Linked DNA regions of Mus musculus: region 1 is linked to region 2. A link is a contact called in public Hi-C data. All regions are on one chromosome and are shown on one strand. The core of a region is the stretch at or near the end of the contact, and the rest is flanking DNA. Distances in the headings are between cores, read along the strand shown. Region 1 holds the start of Bclaf1 (BCL2-associated transcription factor 1). Region 2 holds the start of Katna1 (katanin p60 (ATPase-containing) subunit A1).

Region 1 (3,851 bases), core at 1,009-3,508, about 13 Mb before region 2:
TCTCTTATTAACCAGTACAATTGCTACCCAGAGATATACTGGTCTTCTAGATTCTCTCATTAACCAATCATAAAAATTACACAGCAGATTTCAGATAGTGGATAGTATTCCATCAATGATTTCAAATACAGTTCCTGGGAATTACCAATCAAAAGATCTATATAAACAACTGGAAAAAGCTTTCTCCACTTATTTTACATCACAGATAATCTAATGCAGCTTAGTTTGCTTGCTCCCCACAATAAGTTTTTCAATAAATTCAACTAGATACTAGCCTAAAAAGCAGTGCTTTTTCCAGATCGGCTTTCAAGTCCTAAAATTAACTTCTGCTTTCTAAGACAAAAGTCAACTCTAGGACAGGGGATATGCTTAGCTGACAGAGCTTTTCAGCACACACAAAGCCCCGGGTTTGATTCTCAGCACCACATACACTGGGTATGTATGGTGGCTGGAGCCTGTTATTCCAACACTGGAAATCTCAGCTGTTTACTAAAAACGACTTTAGAGACATCCTTCCCAGCACACTACCCTGAATTTGGTTAGAATCACACAAAAAATGCAAACTGGTAAGTCTTTAAAGGTCCTTTATTGCGTAACAGTACCAACTATCCCAGTTAGGGCTAATCTAGAATACAAGCTCATAGTGAGGACAAGACATTTTGTTCTACGATTCCCTTTTAATACAAAAATATATATGCTGTACCAACAGGATGTGAGTCTGAAGTGACTAACAGGTTTTTTTTCCCTTTCAATTTTTCTCCTTTTCAATTCTAATAGAAAACTTTAAATTTAAAGGTAGAAAGTACAGGTCCTCACTTTAACTAGATAAACTTAAAATATGTTGGGTATGAATTTGCACATCTATAACCCAAACACATATATACATGGAGAACCCGTAGTTCGAAGCCACTTGGACCCAAGAAGATCGTCTAGGGTACAGAAATCCAATATTCTGGTCACTCCCCAGACCAAGAAAACAAATCTTAAAACTCAGCTGGGGTGACGAAGAAGTGACGAAAAAAAAATACTATTATCCCACCACTCCCGAAGCTAAGGCAGGAGATTAACTGGGAGTTCAAGGCCAGCACTGAGTGACAGAACTATAACCTTCTTCCTTCACCCATTTATCCCCCCAATCACCGCTGCCAATATCCTCAATTTCTAAAGTGTGCTAACTCTTACCAAAAAAGGTAGCCGGGGCGGTGGTGGCGCACGCCTTTAATCCCAACACTTGGGAGGCAGAGGCAGGCGGATTTCTGTTCGAGGCCAGCCTGGTCTACAGAGTGAGTTCCAGGACAGCCAGGGCTACACAGAGAAACCCTGTCTGGAAAAACAAGAAAAAAAAAAAAAAAAAAAGGTATGTCAGCGCTTGGATTACTGAGAAAGGGCCCCTCTCTTAGTCGCATCCCGCTAGAAACTGGAACTACGCACCTACTGATCGGCTACAACAGTGAGTTGGTAGGGAGCCAAAACGAAAAACTTTGGCGCCAACACCCAGGTGTCTGCTACAAACAGATCGAAAGCCTTCATCTGATTAAGCCTGGCCTAAACCGACATATGTACCCCATAGAGGCGAGGGAGGCGGCTTAACCGCCACGCACGACGTGGCTGATTCCGTTGCTTAACTTTGTCGCAGCTCGCCGTTATCTCCTCCGAGTCCCAAAGGCTAGGACCAGGAAGGAAGACGCCTCCCCCAAGGCCAACAACAAGCAAGGCTCGGAAACTAACACACGCGGCGGCGTTGCCATGGGCAGGGAAGAAAGGGGAAAAAAGCACGCGTGCGCAGAGCCCTGGGCCGGGCGCGCGCAGGAGTCCCAGCCGAGGCCGTGGGGGAAGGGTCGGCGAGCGGTTTGCGCACGCGCACGCCGAGGCCTCCCGGGCTCCGGCCCCGAGCCAGGTTCGCAGCCCGGCCCGCTGGTGGCGCAGCTCCCCCATCCCCCCACCCCGGCGGCCCGCGGCGCCTTCCAGACCCGAGGGAGCGAGGAGGAAAACGCACGAGTAACGGCTCGGGGTCCCCGTTCCCGCCGCCGACCCGTCACCACGCGTCAGAGTTGTCGATACCCAACCGCCCTGTCGCCTCGGCTTTCTCCTTTGAGTGACTCGAATGCGGCGCGAGGCCTACCTGACACGCCGAAGCACGATGTGCGTGCAGGGTTTACCTCCGTGCTAACTACACAGCGGCCATTTCCCGACTCCAGAAGGAGAGGAAGACCATAGAGGCGGCCTCGTCGCGCTAGCTCGGCTCCGTCACTTCCGACTTGGGGCGTGGCCTTCCAGGCCGCTAAATCGCTAGGCAGGCCCCTCCCACCGTCCCGCCCAGGCGCGACTGGCGAACCGCGGTTGAGTGTAGCCCAAGGCTTTCTGGGAAGTCTCGTTGCCCGGTCTCGCGAGGTGTAGCCGACAGGGGGTGGGACAAGGGTGGGGCGGGCCCTGAAGGGCTGGCTGGCTTCTCCGCAGGCGGCTCGGCTTTGTTCGAAGAACAGTCGAGACTGATGTCCCCTGACTTCCGAGCCGCTGTTAGCGAGCCTGGCTCCTTCTGAGGCGGCGACCCAGAGCACGCCAGAAGCTCTCTCACTGAGGAAAAGGCCGGAAAACCGACGACGCAGGGCTGCGTCTGCCCGGAAGCGCCGTCCCTCGGACGCCTAACATGACAGTTACAAGGCAGTCTCTGCCGAGTGGCTTCGGGTGAACTCGCCCCCCGCCCCCTCCCGGGCCGATCGTGAGACTTGGATCGGCTGGGCGACTGCGTCACGGAATGGCTCTTAACTTCCCGGGCGCCGGAGCCTGGCCCCTGAGGCTTTCTCAGAGTTTTGTACGGATCCGGAAACCTCACGCCCTAACTGGATCTGCCAGAATCAGATTATAAACGAAGAAGCCAGGATTGAATTGAAGCAAGTTGCAGACATATTTACCTGCTGTTCTTACCAAAGCAGGACCACTCAAGGGACTAAAGCCGTTATTACGGTGTGATATTTTAGGACAACGTTAAATTCCTTGAAGGATTTCAAAGCTGTAATTGGCAGCCTGTCAGTTAAGTTCAGCATTAGAGTTTGATTCTGATCTTTAACCTTGTTCAGGGCAGCCTGTCCTCACAATCCACTCCACAGTGGAGGAAGTACCTGACTGACCAATGAATCCTGATTTTGATTGTATTTTAATTGGGCAATTGCTCCGCACCCAGCTCCCACTACCATGGTGGAAGCTATGATCTGCGCTATATGCGGGACCCTGATAGGTCTAAAGCATAAAGTAGGAGCTCAGAAAATACTTGTCAAGTAGGTGAGCTGTATTTACATGAAGCACAAAGACAGCACAACTGTGCTATTTTATATTAATGAGACAGCAGGGGCCAATAGCTCTTAATCTATTCAAAATACCAAAATCTAATCACTTTGAAGCTATTAAGTCCTGTGCAATTCTAGTATATGTTGGAAAGTTATCTTTTCATCTAAGGCAATATAATTTTTCGCTCATTAGATCCCCTGTGCTGGGCACTGAACCCGCAGAACCTGCCTGGTACGCGCTACACAATTGTTCAGCCACAGAAGTACACCTTCCTAACCTAACTTTGACCTCAAATAAATCAATGTGTTACCAAAGAAGGAAGACATGGGAACAAATAAATAAGTGGATGTCTAACAAACAGGTTGAGCCTCTGTAAGGAGCTCAGACGGTCAAGGAACCGCTCCCAAGCCCAATACAACCTGAGTTCAATCCCTGGGACCTTTATGGTAGAAGTGTAGTAGGGCCCAAGACAACTCCCTCCATGGCAGAAGTACTATTCAGGCTGTAAAACTCAGCATGTAGGCAGTCCTATCTGCCAAAAGGAAACAAAGACCTAATTCATCGAG
Region 2 (3,862 bases), core at 454-2,953:
CTTGCCTCTGCTCTATACTGCCTTGTACACTTGTACCGTCAAGGAAAACGAGCATCAGCCGGGCAGTGGTGGCACATGCCTGTAATCCCAGCATTTGGGAGTCAGAGGCAGGCAGATTTCTGAGTTCGAGGCCAGTCCTGGTCTCCAGGACAGCCAGGGCTACACAGAGAAACCCTGTCTCGAAAAACAAAAAAACAAACCAACAAACAAAAAAAGAAAGAAAGAAAGAAAGAAAAGAAAAGAAAAGAAAAGAAAAGAAAAGAAAAGAAAAGAAAAGAGAAAAGAAAGGCAGGCAGGCATCACTGTTCTCTTGGGAGCTAATTACATAAAAAGTACTAATGATTACTAAATAAAAGCTTGAACTGGGGGAAGTGTAGCCGCCTGTAATCCCAGTACCAGGCAGAAGCAAGAGTTTCAGAAGTTCAGGCCAGTTTAGGCTACAAAGGACACTGTCTATAAATAAATAAACAAATAAGGGCTGGCAACAGTTACAAGCCTAGCCTACACGCAGTACAAGGCAGAGGCAAAAGGATCCGGAGTTAAGGACCAGCTCTGGCTACAAGAGACACTGAAGAAAGAGGAGAGGGAGAGGAGAGAGAAGAAGAGAAAGAGAAAGAGAAAGAGAAAGAGAAAGAGAAAGAGAAAGAGAGAGAGAGAGAGAGAGAGAGAGAGAGAGAGAGAGAGAGAGAGAGAAAGAGAAAGAGAAGAAAGAGAAAGAGAAAGAGAGGAAAGGAAAGAAAAGAAAGAGGAGAGGAGGGGGAGGGGAGGGGGAGGGAGAGAGGAGAGGGAGAGGAGAGGGAGAAGAGAGGGAGAAGAGAGGGAGAAGAAAAGAGAAGAGAAAAAAGAGAAAGAAGAAAGGAAAGGAAAGAAAGAAAGACAAGTTTTCGTTTGTATGCCACTGAACCCACATACTGAATGAAACAAATGCTTCCTGGGATAAATTTTCTCCACAGCGCCAAATCAAAAAAGCCAAAAGCTTTCATGAGAACACTAGGCTCTCAGATTAAGAAACTAACCCCAAGAGTGGCGTGGTTGCACACACCTTTAATCCCAGCGCCAGGAGGTAAAGGAAGGCTAGTCGGGTCTACAGAGCGAGATCCAGAACAGCCAGGGAGAGAGAGAAAGAACGTCAATATTATCACCTTTAAAAGCAACAAAAACAAAACAACAAACGCCGGTGAGGGGGCTCAGCAGGTAGAGGCATTTGCCCAGCATGCCGGGCTACCCGAGTTCAACTCTGGGACCCTCGTAAAGGCGGATGGAGGGAAGCGACCCCAGAGAGTTGTCCTCTGACCTCCACTCACGCGCCCACATCTACACCATACTCAACAATAGCAATAAATCTAAAACTAAAAACAAAGGCCAACACAAAGGAGAAACAACAGAAAGAAGTAAGCCACCAGAAAGCAGTACAACTCCAACCTAACAAACTGTACGAAAAGAAGCTGAACCCCAACCTCCAGGCTCTGGGGATTTTACAAGGCGGAAGTTTCGGGATGGGGGCGTGAAAGCTTCGAACGCGTTCCCTGGTCGGGTGTCGCGGGGGCGGAACAGGGAGCCTGGAGGCCCGAGCACTCACCTAGCGCAGCCCAGGCTACCCGCCGCAGCTCCGGGTCGGGACCAAGTTGAAATGAAACCGGGAAAGCCCCTCTTAAAAGGATAGTTCCCGCACCGGCGGGGACACGCCCCGGAAGTGCGTGCTCTACGGGCGTGCGCGCGCAGGCGGAACCTGCGGAGGGGCGTGGCCGAGCTCGGGGTGCTTCTGCGCACTGTGCGCCGCGGCTAGGAAATGGGAGTAGGCGTGGGGAAGGAAAGTAGGCGGGGCGAAGGACTTGGCAATACCCCGCCTACTTCAGTACTTACTCTGTGGACCATTATCTCTTCCCAGGGCTTCTTCACTCTGCCTTAGCAGGAGATTTACACTAAGCTGCTCTGAGGTTAGGAGGTCAGGGGCTCTCTTACAGGTGAGTGTCAGTGCTCAAGCAATTCGTTTATGACAAATCTTGCTTTAGAGCCCGGTACTTAGGATTATGAAGCCTGGGACCCATGTGTCAGGGTAACGCGAATACTCTCAAGACATGCTAAGGGGTGAGATTTTATTTCCAATTCCAGGTGATCCATCACCCTCTTCCTATATCACAAAACACAGGGCACAAACTGGTACACATACATGCATGCAGGCAAGCCACTGCATATATGAAATAATGTTTTACAGGGTTTAAAGTCTTCTAAATTTTTCACCAAAAATAGAAAATATATTTTCTGCTCTAGTAGATGTGAACGTTAGTGTCACAGAGCACAGAAAACTATAATCAGCACATCAGCAAGAATAAAAAAGACCACTTAGAGAGATATAGATCAATTACTCCAAGAGATGGATTTATAATCTATACAAATGCAAAGGCCTGTTAATTTATAAAACCGGATTATAATTTAAAAGCTTCTCAAAGGTGCAAAATGAATGTATATGGTATACTTAAATATATAGGAAATCCTAGAACCTACAGGATGAATCTGTAGTAACTAATCAGAAGTATCCGGGTGGGAGTTAGTTAGGAGTTGGGAATGATGTTCTGTAGTGGAGATGTCTTCCCAGGTGTACAGTTTTACACATGAAATGAAAGTTGTAATTTGAGTTTATGTAAATTATACCTCAGTGATGTTTTGTTGTTGTTTTTTCCTTGGATATTTTCTTTTCTTTTAAGAATTATTTATTATATGTATATGAGTACACTGTAACTGTCTTCTGACACACCAGAAGAGAGCATCAGATCCCATTACAGGTGGTTGTGAGCCACCATGTGGTTGCTGGGAATTGAACTCAAGGTCTCTGGAAGAGCAGTCGGTGCTCTTAACCGCTGAGCCATCCAGATATTTTCTTTACTTACAATTCAAATGTTATCCCCTTTCCCACCCTGGCCCCCAGGAAACCCCCTATCCCATCCTCCCTCCCCCTGCTTCTATGAGGATGTTCCTCCACCCATCCACCTACTCCCACATACCTGTTTGTTGCTGTTTCAAGACAAAGTCTCACTCTATAACCTCTCCTAGCCTGGAACTTATCACATACCCCAGGTTGACCTCAGACTCATAGTTTCTCTGCTCTTAAGAGTCCCCATTACAGCCATGGGCTTCTGTGCCTGGCGTCAGTGAAAATGTTTGAAATAGAAAGACAAACCCCCAAAAGGTGACTTACAGTGTGTGGTGGTTTGAATATGTTTGGCCCAGGAAAGTGGTACTGTTAGGAGACATAGCCTTATTGGAGTAGGTGTGGCCTTGTTGGAGGAAATGTGCCACTGTGGGGATGGGCTTTGAGACACTCCTCCTAGCTACCTGGAAGACAGTAGTCTTCTCCTGTTTGCCTTTGAAACAAGGTTTACAACTCTCAGATCCTCCAGCCATGCCTGCCTGGAAACTTCCATGATGAGAATGGACTGAACCCGTGAACCTGTAAGCATGCTCCAATTAAATGTTCACCTTTATAAGAGCTGCCGTGGTCATGGTGTCTCTTCACAGCAATGAAACCCTAAGACACAGTGACTACTTCTATTTACTTACTTGTACAATTAAACAACAAACAGTTATAGTTACCCTTAAACCACAGAGATTTCAAACTTCTCTTTTTTTAGAAGATAGAATCACAATAAATAACCCATGGTCACCTCAAACTCAAGGGGGAATCCTCCTGCCTCCGTTTCCTAAGTGCGGTCACACAATTTTCTGCTGACCTACTTTGCCTTTTTACTTTTGCAGTGCTGAGTCCAGTTCTATATAGAGCTGCATCCCAGCTCTTCCTAGCTCCATCCAGCTCACCAGCTCACAGCTGGATGCATGCAATCACTAGAACCCATAAAAGTAAAAA

The links. Hi-C and Micro-C count contacts between places; a contact is called where the count stands out from the background.
Region 1: a Hi-C map of B cells shows a contact between it and region 2, with 5 read pairs. The contact joins the promoter of Bclaf1 here to the promoter of Katna1 in region 2. A contact is called at or near these places in 1 of 39 promoter capture datasets (cranial neural crest) and 1 of 484 Hi-C or Micro-C datasets (B cells).

Annotation. Positions count from the first base shown.
Region 1 is chr10:20,310,876-20,314,726 of GRCm38.p6, reverse strand. It overlaps Bclaf1 (BCL2-associated transcription factor 1), which reads right to left and starts at 2,258. Exons shown (of 13, transcript NM_001025392.1): 1 at 2,123-2,258.
Region 2 is chr10:7,723,841-7,727,702 of GRCm38.p6, reverse strand. It overlaps Katna1 (katanin p60 (ATPase-containing) subunit A1), which reads right to left and starts at 1,703. Exons shown (of 11, transcript NM_011835.2): 1 at 1,580-1,703.